Regions from separate parts of the Sus scrofa genome. Here region 1 is linked to region 2. The links are chromatin contacts, called in public HiChIP or PLAC-seq maps. All regions are on one chromosome and are shown on one strand. The core of a region is the stretch at or near the end of the contact, and the rest is flanking DNA. Distances in the headings are between cores, read along the strand shown.

Evidence for each region. HiChIP or PLAC-seq counts read pairs in DNA pulled down with a chosen protein or histone mark.
Region 1: an H3K27ac HiChIP or PLAC-seq map of alveolar macrophages shows a contact between it and region 2. The contact joins two enhancer-like sites. A contact is called at or near these places in 4 of 47 Hi-C or Micro-C datasets (blood, embryonic fibroblasts and mesenchymal stem cells) and 1 of 2 datasets of contacts at active chromatin or transcription factors (alveolar macrophages).

Annotation. Positions count from the first base shown.
Region 1 is chr13:67,796,539-67,802,589 of Sscrofa11.1, reverse strand. All of the region lies in intron 2 of VGLL4 (transcription cofactor vestigial-like protein 4), which reads left to right. Among named protein-coding and RNA genes, the nearest start is that of VGLL4, 74 kb to the left of the region's middle. Within about 2 kb of position 4,564, at least 3 of the 83 cell types and tissues checked have an H3K27ac peak or open chromatin away from gene starts, as enhancers often do. A contact at or near this core is called in alveolar macrophages, where this site is marked.
Region 2 is chr13:67,706,327-67,711,857 of Sscrofa11.1, reverse strand. VGLL4 (transcription cofactor vestigial-like protein 4) reads left to right here. Exons shown (of 7, transcript XM_021071114.1): 5 at 5,375-5,531. Among named protein-coding and RNA genes, the nearest start is that of VGLL4, 160 kb to the left of the region's middle. Within about 2 kb of position 3,242, at least 24 of the 83 cell types and tissues checked have an H3K27ac peak or open chromatin away from gene starts, as enhancers often do. A contact at or near this core is called in alveolar macrophages, where this site is marked.

The sequences.
Region 1 (6,051 bases), core at 3,315-5,814, 89 kb before region 2:
TGGAGTTATACCATATGTATTACCTGCTTTTTCCACTTGGAATTATTCTGAACCTTTTTTCCATATCACTAAATGATCAACATTGTCATTTTCAATGACTACATTATGTAGATGTGATTTAGTTATAAGTTCAGGTCATTTTCCCAGTGATAACAATGTTATGAATAGATTTGTGTATACATATGTGTTTTTGTGTTTATCATTAATGTGTTTTTATGGCTGTTTGCTTGATAGGTGAGGGTATAATCATTTTTCTTCAAATAAAATACTGACATGGTCACACACTTTTTTCTCTGATCTGTGGAGACATGACCCAAGAGAAATCTAGTCCTTTTAAAAGAATTGCAAATATTGGAGGAAAAATATATGAAGTTGGAATTGTCTTGGGAAATTGGGATAGATGGTTACTAGTTATTAATGTTTATTAGTTTCATATACAGTGCTGGACTGATGTAATTGATCTTCCTAGTGATGACCTACGTCAAGCATCCTGTCTGTGGTCACAGGAAGCTGAGTTCCCTTGTATAGTTGAGGTTCTACATGTGCTTGGGTCTGAGTGCTTATTAAAATATTTGTTCTGTGATTGTCTTCCAAGTAATTGAAAATTGTTTATGTTTGGTAACTTTCAGTTAACCAGAGCATTTCATTAATACTCTTGTTTCTCCCAAATTTCAAATAAATAGGAGTTTACTACAATTGCTTATAATATTTTTTTTTGTCTTTTTGCCTTTTCTTGAAGCCACTCCTTCAAATAAATAGTTTACTGCAATTGCTTCTAATATATGTATATATATTTTTTATTTCGTCTTTTTGCCTTTTCTTGAGCCTCCTCCTCTGGCATATGTAGGTTCCCAGGCTAAGGGTCGAATCGGAGCTGTAGCCACCAGCCTATGCCAGAGCCACAGCAACACGGGATCCGAGCCGCGACTGCGACCTACACCACAGCTCATGGCAACGCCGGATCCTTAACCCACTGAGCGAGGCCAGGGATCGAACCCGCTATCTCATGGTTCCTAGTTGGATTTGTTAACCACTGAGCCACGATGGGAACTCCTGGACTCTATTTCTAAACATGGTTCTACCATAGATGTCCTTGGAAAAATTCCGTAAGCAAACAGAATCTCAATTGTCAGGTAATTTACTCTACGATGCATATGAATTCTCTGTTCAGACAGGTCCTACCAGTTCTAATTTTTCTCAAATACACTTTGAAACTTCCCTAGTAAGTAGTCTCAGTGCTCTTTGGTTTGTTTTTGCTTTGTTGTGGTTTATTTCATTTGCTCCAGGGAGCAAGGGACAAAGTAGTCTGAAGGAGAGAATGAAGGGAGTGTGATCTTAAAAGCAAGAAGTAGAGAGTAAAGAATCCATGGTATGGAAGGGTTAGATCTCTGGAGGCAATCATCCCATCCTAATGGCCAGTTCTCTCCTGAAATATTGTGTTCAGTTGAGTACTGTTTTAAAAGAATATCAATAACAAACTAAATTTGCACGAAGGAGGTTGAACAGAGTGATGTGAGGTTAAAACTGAAATACTTTTTCTTTTTCTGAGGGAAGAAGACTAAAGGTGACACAGATTGTTGGCTTCTAAATGACAGATCTCATTTTAAAGGAAGGATTAAGCTTATGGGTGTTGCTCCAGTGGACCCCACTAGGATCTATCCCAGAAGTTGTAGGAGTTGATTTCAGCTCCCTGGAAATAAAAAATGTCTAACGTGAGGAGTGGTCCAGCACTGGGTAACAGGCTCCCAGGAGAGAGATTAAGTCCCTGCCCAGAGCTGGAGCTGAGTGGGGCCACCATCCATGGGTCTTCTTTCTTTTTTTTTTTTTTTTTTTTTTTTGTCTTTTTGCTATTTCTTGGGCCGCTCCTGCAGCATATGGAGGTTCCCATGCTAGGGGTCCAATCATAGCTGTAGCCACCGGCCTACGCCACAGCCACAGCAACTCAGGATCCGAGCCGAGTCTGCAACCTACACCACAGCTCACGGCAATGCCGGATTGTTAACCCACTGAGCAAGGGCAGGGATCGAACCTGCAACCTCATGGTTCCTAGTCGGATTCATTAACCACTGCGCCACGACGGGAACTCCCTGTACAGTGGTTTCTTGAACTCTGGTGAGGAGGTGAGTTTTTTTTTTTTTTTTTTTTCATTTTAAAAAATTTTATTGATGTTTAATTGATTTGCAATGTTGTGATCTTTCCACTGTACAGCAGAGTGATTCAGTTATACATATACACACATCCATTCTTTTTTCAGATTCTTTTCACATACAGGTTATCACAGAATAGTGGGTAGAGTTCTCTGTGCTATATAGCAGGTCCCCGTTGGCCAGTCATTCCATGTATCTCAGTGCACAGGTGCCAGTCCCAAACCCCCAGTCCATCCCTGCTCCTCCCTCCTTCCCTTTGATAACCACAAATTTTCAAAGTTTGTAAATCTATTTCTCTTGTACAAATAAGTTCATTTGTATCCTTTTCTTTTTTTTTTGAAGATACCACATGTAAGTGGTATCACATGATATTTGTTTTTCACTATCTAATTTCACTTAGTATGATAATATCCAGGTCTATCCATGTTGCTGCAAATGGCATTATTTCTTTCTGTTTTATGGCTGAGTAATATTCCATTGTATAGATGTACCACATCATTTCGATCCATTCTTCTGTCGACAGACATTTAGATTGCTTTGATGTCCTGGCTATTGTAAATAGTGTTGCAGTGAACCTTTGGGTTCATGTTATCTTTTCGAATTATGGTTTTCTCAGGATATATGCCCAGAAGTGGGATTGCTGGATTCTACTCTAGTTCAGTTTTTAGTTTTCTGAGGAGCTGCCATACTGTTTTCCATAGTGGTTGTACCAATTTATATTCCTGCCAGCAGTGTAGGAGGGTGAGACAAGCCCTAGATCCCTTTAAGTTCTGAAATGTTAGAATTTTATACATTGCCTAGTGAAGTGCTCAAATCAAATGCTTCGCCACAAAAGTCTATTTCCTGTCATTTAATTAATTAATTAATTTAATTTTTGTCTTTTTGGAGCCACACCCAGGGCATATGGACGTTTCCAGGCTAGGGGTGGAATCAGAGCTGTAGCTGCCCGCCTATGCCACGGCCATAGCAACATGGGATGTGAGCTGCATTTGTGACCTACGCCACAGTTCACAGCAGTGACAGATCCTTAACCCACAGAGCAGGGCCAGGGATCAAACCTGTGTCTTCATGAATACTAGTTGGGTTTGTGACCACTGAGTCATGATGGGAACTCCCTGTTATTTAGTTTAAAAAATTTAAATGCTTTTCTATTGAAACTTCTGTTGGCTCTGCCGCTGCATTCTGCGATGACACAGTTACTTACTGAGCCTGGGTTGCATCCCAGGGCTGTAAACATTCTTCTCTCTCTCTCTCTCTCTCTCTTTTTTTTTTTTTTTTTTTTTTTGTTGTTGTTGCCTTTTTAGGGCCACACCCAAGGCATATGGAGATTCCCAGGCTAGGGGTCTAATTGGAGCTACAGCTGCTGGCCACAGCAGCACCAGATCCGAGCTGTGTCTGCGACATACACCACAGCTTATGGCAGCGCTGGATCCTTAACCTCCTGAGCGAGGCCAGGGATCAAACCTGCCACTTCATAGTTTCTAGTCAGATTCGTTTCTGCTGCGCCATTGATGGGAACTCCTCCAAAAACGTCTTTTAAATTTTTTTTTTTTTGTCTTTTGTCCTTTTTAGGGCCACTCCCGTGGCATATGGAGGTTCCCAGGCTAGGGGTCTAATTGGAGCTGTTGCTGCCAGCCTACGCCAGAGCCACAGCAACGCCAGATCCAAGCCGTGTCTGCGACCTACACCATAACTCAAGGCAATGCTGGATCCTTAACCCACTGAGCAAGGCCAGGGATGGAACCTGAAACCTCATGGTTCCTAGTCAGATTCGTTTCTGCTGCGCCATGATGGGAACGCCTAAAAAAATTTGAAAAATACATATCTTTATGTGCAGATAAAGATTTACAGAAGAGAATATCTCAGTGTCAGAAATCTATCATTGCATTAATTAGGTAACAATGAAAGTTCACAATGTCTAAAAAGTTGATGGTAAAAAATACTGAGAAGCTGAATATTAAAGATGATTTCTGTAATTGATCCAAATGCTGTATTGATTAGATGATTTTATCACAGCAATGTGTATAGAAACAAAACATATGATAGTGAATGATGTTCTTCAATATATGTTATTGGTGTTTTAAAAATTTTGGTGAGAACAATTAATGTGAAATCATCTACCCTCTTAACAGATTTTAAGTGCACACTACAGTATTATTAAATGTAGGTACAGTACTATACAGCAGAGCTCTAGAACATATTTATCTTGCTAGCTCAAACTTCATCCTGTTGAACAGCAACTCCCGTTGCACCCAGCCCCTCATGACCATCATCCTGCTGTTTCCATGAATCTGACTGTTTAGATTCCTATCTAAGATAATCATGCAGTATTTATCCTGTGACTGGCTTACTTCATTTATCGTAATGTCCTCCAGGCTCACCCATGCCGTTGCATATGGGAGGATTTCTTTCTTTTTAAAGGCTGAGTAATACACCATTTGCATGTATGAGTCACATTTTCTTATTGTAAAGAAATAGAGGGGAACTAACTCAATAAAAAACAGAAACCATTTATGCATTAAGATGATAGTGGAGTTCCCTGTTGTGGCTCAGCAGGTTTTAAGGACCTGATGTTGTCTCTGTGAGGATGCAGGTTCGATTTCTGGCCTCACCCAGTGGGTAAAAGATCCAGTGTTGCTGTAAGCAGTGGTGAAGGTCACAGATGCAACTTGGATCCAGCGTTGCCAAGACTGTGGCACAGGTCACAGCTACAGTTCCAGTTCGACCCCTAGCCTGGAAACTTCCATATGCTGCAGGTACAGCTGTTAAAAAAGAAGAAGAAAAAAAAAAAAAAAAGAAAAGAAAAGAAAAAGAAAAGAAGGGGAAAAAAATGATGGTATTCTGGGTGAGTTTTTACTTTTTATATAGCAAGTTACTCATGTATCTATGTATCTTATAGTTACTGTAGCTGTTAGGGATCCCCCATTCAAGATAAATAACTGGGGAGTACAGGTTCCTAAGTGGAGGACCTCTGAAATAATGTTCAGGAAGTTTTATCCAGTGTGATTCAGTTGCTTTGTGCTCAGGTGTCATTAGTAACCCGTTAAACACAGCCTCAGTTACTCAATCCCAGGTCCCCAGCTCTCTCTGTTCCCAGATACTCTCAGCTACCATTCCCACCAGTTCTGAGGTTAAACTAGACACAGAGTCTTAGACTTGAAAAGGGCACTTTTGGTCCATCTCCTTTATTTAATAGATGAGAATGCTGATCTTTGGAAAGAAGAGGTAATGCTTTTTGAAACTGGTTGGAATTTATACTTGAAGTGGAAGAAGAAATGGCAAATGTATTCTACATTGGGTTCAGCATTGAGAAGTTAAATACATCATATTGCTGCTCTCAGAAATAGTATGTAAAGAAATAATGTGTAGTAATCGAGCTGTCCAAGTTCTTTATCATGTGCAACAACACAATTCCTTTTATCAGGTACTGCTAATTTAATTTTGAAAACTGAAAGTGGAGTTGGATGAATTGGTTGTGACTTTCGCTTCCTTTTTCTTTTGCTTCTTTCTCTCACAACTTATTTTGCATCTTGGACTGATCTTCAAACATTGTTTTTATCATATTACTCCCTCTCTTTCCCCAAAGTGAACCTATGGGACTCTTTACTACAGTGTGTTACTATAGAGTCAAGTTTGATTTCTGTCTGATTTATTCCTGGTCCTCAACCTTTATTTAATATTTAACTGTCTTTTCAGTTATGTTTTCTATTACTTTCTCTCCCTGAAATCTTTTGCTTCAGTAAAGTCATGCTTCATATCATTTTGATCCTGAATACCTTTTCCTCTGCTATTTTGCCTGCTCAGCCTTTAGTTGTTCTCTCTTTAAAATCTCCTAACTACGCTCAGTGACCCCGATAACGCTTCCTTCTGTATTTCTAAAAAAAGCAAAAAAACATGGGTTGGG
Region 2 (5,531 bases), core at 1,993-4,492:
CCAGAAGTGCCACGGAGAAAAGCATGCAATGGGCATGTGAAATGTGCCGTGTGGGGCTCACAGGTGTGTTCCTGCGTGGGCCAAGGACACGGCATGGATGGGAGGAGTCTCCAACAGGCCAGCGGTGCATGTAATGCTGAAAGGGCCAGGTGGGAGGTGAAAGAGAAGCGTCCACTGTGTCTGCCATGTTCTGCCACTTGGATCACTTGCCAGTATTTCCTTAAGGAGGGAAGGAAATATCTGAAGCAAATAGGATGGTGAGGTTTCATCTGTCGGTTCTGGGTATGTGGGTCTCTGTACTTTTCTCCACATCTCTCTGTCTTGGAAAGGTGCAAAGGAGAGGTTTTGGAGCCAGGCATATATAAACTAGAACCCTTGTACCGTGCGTGTTTTGCGACCTTAAGGCAGGTTATTGAACCTCCCTGAACCTCAGTTTTCTCATCTGTGCAGTGTGGATTTTGATGTTTATTTTGCAATGTTGTGGTGGATCCAGTAGGAGGATAGGTTTGCATTCAGTATATGATAGTCTATGATAATAAAGATAATCAAGGTTAAACTGTTTATTCAGAGGGGCTCCCTGCCTTGTAACACCCTTTCCTTTGGGGTCTCTGAGGCTACCAATGAGTCTCCCAGATGGTCATGTGACATACCCAGTGAGGAGGGTGTCACTTATTTCCAGATGGTGGATTTTGAAATCTGAACTTGCAGGAAGGGGAATGCTAAGTTAAGGGTGGGGGCCAGGGTGGAGGTGGGCAGTGATGTAGTTTGCCAACTGTGGGGTTCTTCTGCTCAGGTTGGGTCCCTTGAACCTTTGATGTGGTCGGGCTGTGACTTTTTTCTTAATGATGAAGTGACATTAAGCAGTGACAGTTGTCACATACAATACAACCTTCCTCAAGGCAAAGGCCCAGGTCACTGCTGAGCAGGATGTCCTTGGTGTGGCTGCACAGAATCCGCAGGTCGTCCTATGTCTTTGGGATGCTCTGAAGGCCAGTCTTTGTCAGCTTTTTCCTGCCCATGAGACACAGCTCACCATTTTGTACTCAGGAGGGTGTCTGGGCCTGACCTCCCACCACCTCCCCAAGCCACCACCTGCCTTCTGCTCAGCGGTGCCCTCCCCCACCCCGCTTCCCGTATAAAATTGGTACTGAGCAGAGTGACGCACTGGACCAGGATGTCTCAGAGACACACCCAGACCCCCTCCTGCTTGGTTGGGAAGCAGTGGGTTCTGCTCACAAGGAGAAAGGAGGAGGTGAGACGTGAAGTCTGGATGACCTGGGGGACAGGTCGAAGTTGGGGGAGGAAAACCAATGGGGAAGGAAAAAGGAGAGACCGTTTCACTGCTGTGTGTGCCTGCTGTTTAAATGCTCCCTAAATTCTCCTTTCTCAGAAAAAAGTCTTTCCTGCTGGGAGTTTCCCCTGTGATTTCCTTAATGCCCCTTCCTTTACCACAGACGCTGGTAACTGGACTCACACAGGATGCGTGCCCTGAATAGTTCACTTCCTCAGTGAATGAAGGGCTGTTCAGGCATCTGTGCTCAGCCCTGCGCCGCACACTGGGGAGGGGCGGGGCGTGAAGGGCAGGGCGCCGACATCCAGTCACCCTGGGAACAGCCACACATAACAGCGGCCTGGGGGGTACCTCAGGGGGCCTGTCCCCTCATGCTACGAGGGTCCCCAGTGTGTCCTCCAGCCCTGCAGTTTCAGGGGTCAGGGAATGCCTCCTGAAGCTTGGGGTGGAGGCGGAACACCTGGTGGACGTCCTGCCTACATCAGGCTGAGCGCTTATTTTCCCCACCCCGGTCTTCTTTTCTGAAAAACTGAGATAGTGCCATCTACTTGATCCACATCATAAACCCCGCAACTCAGCAAGTAATGGTGGTGGGGAGACACTTTTTGTTCTTTATTTTTTTTATTATTTTTATTTTCTTTATTAAAAAAAATTTTTTTTTACAGCCACACCCATGGCATATGGAAGTTCCTGGGCAAGGGGTCTAATCAGAGCTGCAGCTGAGGTCTATGCCATAGCAATGTAGGATCCGAGCAGCATCTGTGACCTACACTGCAGCTTACAGCTCTGTGGGGTCCTTAATCTGCTGAGCAAGGCCAGGGATCAAATCCACGTCCTCATGACACTGTGTTGGGTTCTTAACCCGCTGAGACACAACAGTAACTCTTTAATTTTTAAAATTATTATTTTAAAATTTTATTTTAATTTAATTTAATTTTTTATTTTTTGGTCTTTTTGTCTTTCTAGACCCACACCCATGGCATTTGGAGGTTCCCAAGCTAGGGGTCCAGTCAGAGCTGTAGTCACCAGCCTATGCCACAGCCATGGCAACACTGGATCCTTAACCCACTGAGAGAGGCCAGGGATCGATCTTGTGTCCTCATGGATGCTAGTCGAGTTCACTAACTGCTGAGCCACAACAGGAACTCTGATTGTTACTTAATTGTGATACATACATAGTGCCATTTTAGGCATTGTTAAGTGTAAGGTCCGGTAGCATTAAGTCTCTTCTCTGAGGAAGCTTTAAAAATTAAAGATGCTTTAACAATTTGATTATTACTAGTTGGGCTGTGAAGGTTTAGTACCGGCCCACAGGTTCACAGAGGGTGGATGTTCTGTGAGGGATGAAGGGCAGAGGGAAGGGGGTTGAGTTGGAGACAGGCCCTGTCCTGCGACCCTCATGGGCTCTGCTCCCTCCTGGCCTCGCCCTGTTCCCAGTTTCTTCCTGCTTTGAACTCCATCTAAACTCCACCCCTGTGCATAGTGGGTGTTGCCACAGTGTCAGTCCACTCCTGCCAAGAATGTCCTGCACCCCACGCAGTCATCCTGTCACCTCAGGCATGTTTAGTTGTTACCAGAGCCTGGGCCCCAGGGTGGGGAAGCCAGGGGGCAAGGGCTGGACTGGGCCTTGTCTTACCTGGGCCGAAGGGTCTGCAGCATGGGGACCCCCAGGGCCCCAGAGCATATCCTCCAAAGGATTGACGGAAGTGCCTTAGATCCACTTCCCCTCCCTTGTCCTAAGAGTTCAGACTCAGGTTGGTTTGGTTAATTAATGGCCGGATGAGGAAGGGTCCCCGGGATGAGGATGGGTCGGCAGTGAAGGAATTCAGTTCAGGCCCGAGAACGTCAAGAAAGACTTTCCTGGGGGTTTCCTTCAGCTCTGAGCTCCAGTAGGTCAAAGGGCAGAGCGTCTCATGTGAATGAGTTCAAGAGGCTGTGGTGCACTTTTCTCACGTGATGGACTCCTCACACTTTCGTTGCCCGGAGTCGAGTGAACCTCCCCCAGCTTCACACCTCACGGGGTGGAGTGGCAGCACGTGGCATCCATTTCTCCAGAGCACTTTGTCCTGCAGGAAAGCATCACCTTTTTACTTTGTGGCCCCTTCCCTGTTCACCTTCCTGAAACGGTTGGCTGAGGGGATCCCCTCCCCAGGACAGGAAAGGGTCCCTGGGACTTGGAACAGTCCCCGAGCCCTGGTCACTGGCGGGTTCTCAGCATCTGGCTGCCCCTGAGCCCTTTGGGCTCCAAAGGGGCTGCACTTGGCTCCTCACGAGCAGACTCCCACTCTGAGAACGGAGGCGACGTTGGGGCCTCTCGGGCAGGAAGAGTGTGGTTTGGGTCCATGAGCACGACGCCCGGGAAGCAAGGAGGCTGGGCTATGATTCACCGGGGGTGGAAAACAGTGTCTGTCTTGAAGCTCCAGCAAGTGAGCTGGAAATGTGAGTCATGTATAATTTTACTAAAATTAACCAGCGGGCTCTTCAGACGTTTGCTGTGTGTTTCAGTGTCTTTTCTGCTGCGCGATGCCCACCGTGTCCTGCCTGTGGTGGCCTGCTCCCCCGAGTCCCGTCCTCAGGGCCACTGGGTGTGGCTGTGAGCACAGGTGACACACCTCCGGCGCTGACTCTGCCATGCTTCCGTCGCCACGTGGGAGCCTGATGCCCCAGCCCCGGCCTTCCTGTCCTCCCCAGATCACGGGTCTAGGAGAAAGCAGTGCCATGTGTTCCTCCCTGGGACCCGCGGGATGGGCTGGGTGGACACTGGGTGAATATCGTGGAGTCGGGACTGGGCGGAGGTAGACTGACAACAAAGCTCGCACCTCTGTCCCTAAGCCTGCTTGGGCCCCAAAACCTCACTTTTTGGGGGAGGGAGGGGAGACTGTGTCAGGGAAGCACAATTTACATAGTTTGTCATACATTGCATTTTATTTTACTCCAATTTAGAAAGAAAGCTGATACTGAAAGTGAGTCTGTAACGGTGGGGTCTTTCACACTCTGAGAATTCAGATACTTAGTCATAAACATCCGTCCGGTAAACGCCAGGCCCTCTCCCATAGGCCTGAAACCCCTCAGGCGGGCATGGCACTTCTGTGAGGTTCTGCGGGAAATCGGCGCTCGAGATCACAGCCGCGGAGACTCTGCCGTCAAGGCCTGTGACGCCTTCTGAATCATCATGGGAAGGCCTGTGGCTTGTGTGGAGTGCTTCTTCTGGACTCTGACCAGAACCCGCTCCATGGTGGTCCCAGTGGCTGGCCGTGTACCATGTAATTGCCTCCAAGTCCTCCTGCAGAGCAGACCGGAGAGTAAAGGGAAGAAATGCTGTGCCTTTGCAGTTAGTTCCTCTGTAGCTGATGAACTATGTTTGCGGCAGATTTGGTTCCGCTAATGCTCACAGATCCCCTGCCCTGTACCAGTGCAGTCCTTTATGTTTGTATAATGGCCCCTCCCCACTGAGACCCTCCGAGGCAGCTCTTTTGACCAGGACACCCCCGTCTGTGGCCTCTAAGAGCCGCTGAGGCTTGCGAGGGCCTCACCCCCAAGCCCCTGCCACCTGACAGGCACGTGCTCCATCTGCAGGGTGGCTCCTCTGGGGAGGGGTGGTTATGGGGTCTTCCCAGTGCTGTTGGGGAGACCTCATGCGCTGAGGCTGGTGAGGCCTGGAGCAGGAGCCGGCGTGTGGGAGGCATCGGCTGCTTTGGCATCATCACCGCCTTCATCCTTGGTAATGGCAGGTTCTTGTCAAACCAAGCCAGCCTCAAGCACACAGGTGAGGTCTCAGGGCTGTTAGCCAGGGAGTTGTAGAAGCACTCTGATGGGCCGCTGCCTTCGTCTGGATGGCCCCCTGGAGCCGATTCGGGCCTGGGAAGGTTCTTCACCCAGCGCCAACCTGGGCGAGCATCCTGGCTCTTCAATACCAACTAGCTGTTTGACCCACACCTCAGAAAACGGGGCGATAGTGGTGTGGGACTTCTCCACAGCAAGGTGGGGGGCGATGGGATGGGTGAGAGCGCCTGGCTGTGGTCGAAGGCCCCTTCGCCCATGGAAGCTTCAGGTTCCCACCTGAGCGCTCACTCCTCTTTTCAGGAGCAAGACTGCCAATGGAGACTGCCGGAAAGACCCCCGGGAGCGGAGCCGCAGCCCCATCGAGCGCGCCGCGGCCCCCACCATGAGCCTGCACGGCAGCCACCTGTACACGTCCCTCCCCAGCCTCAGCATGGAGCAGCCCCTCGCACTGACCAAG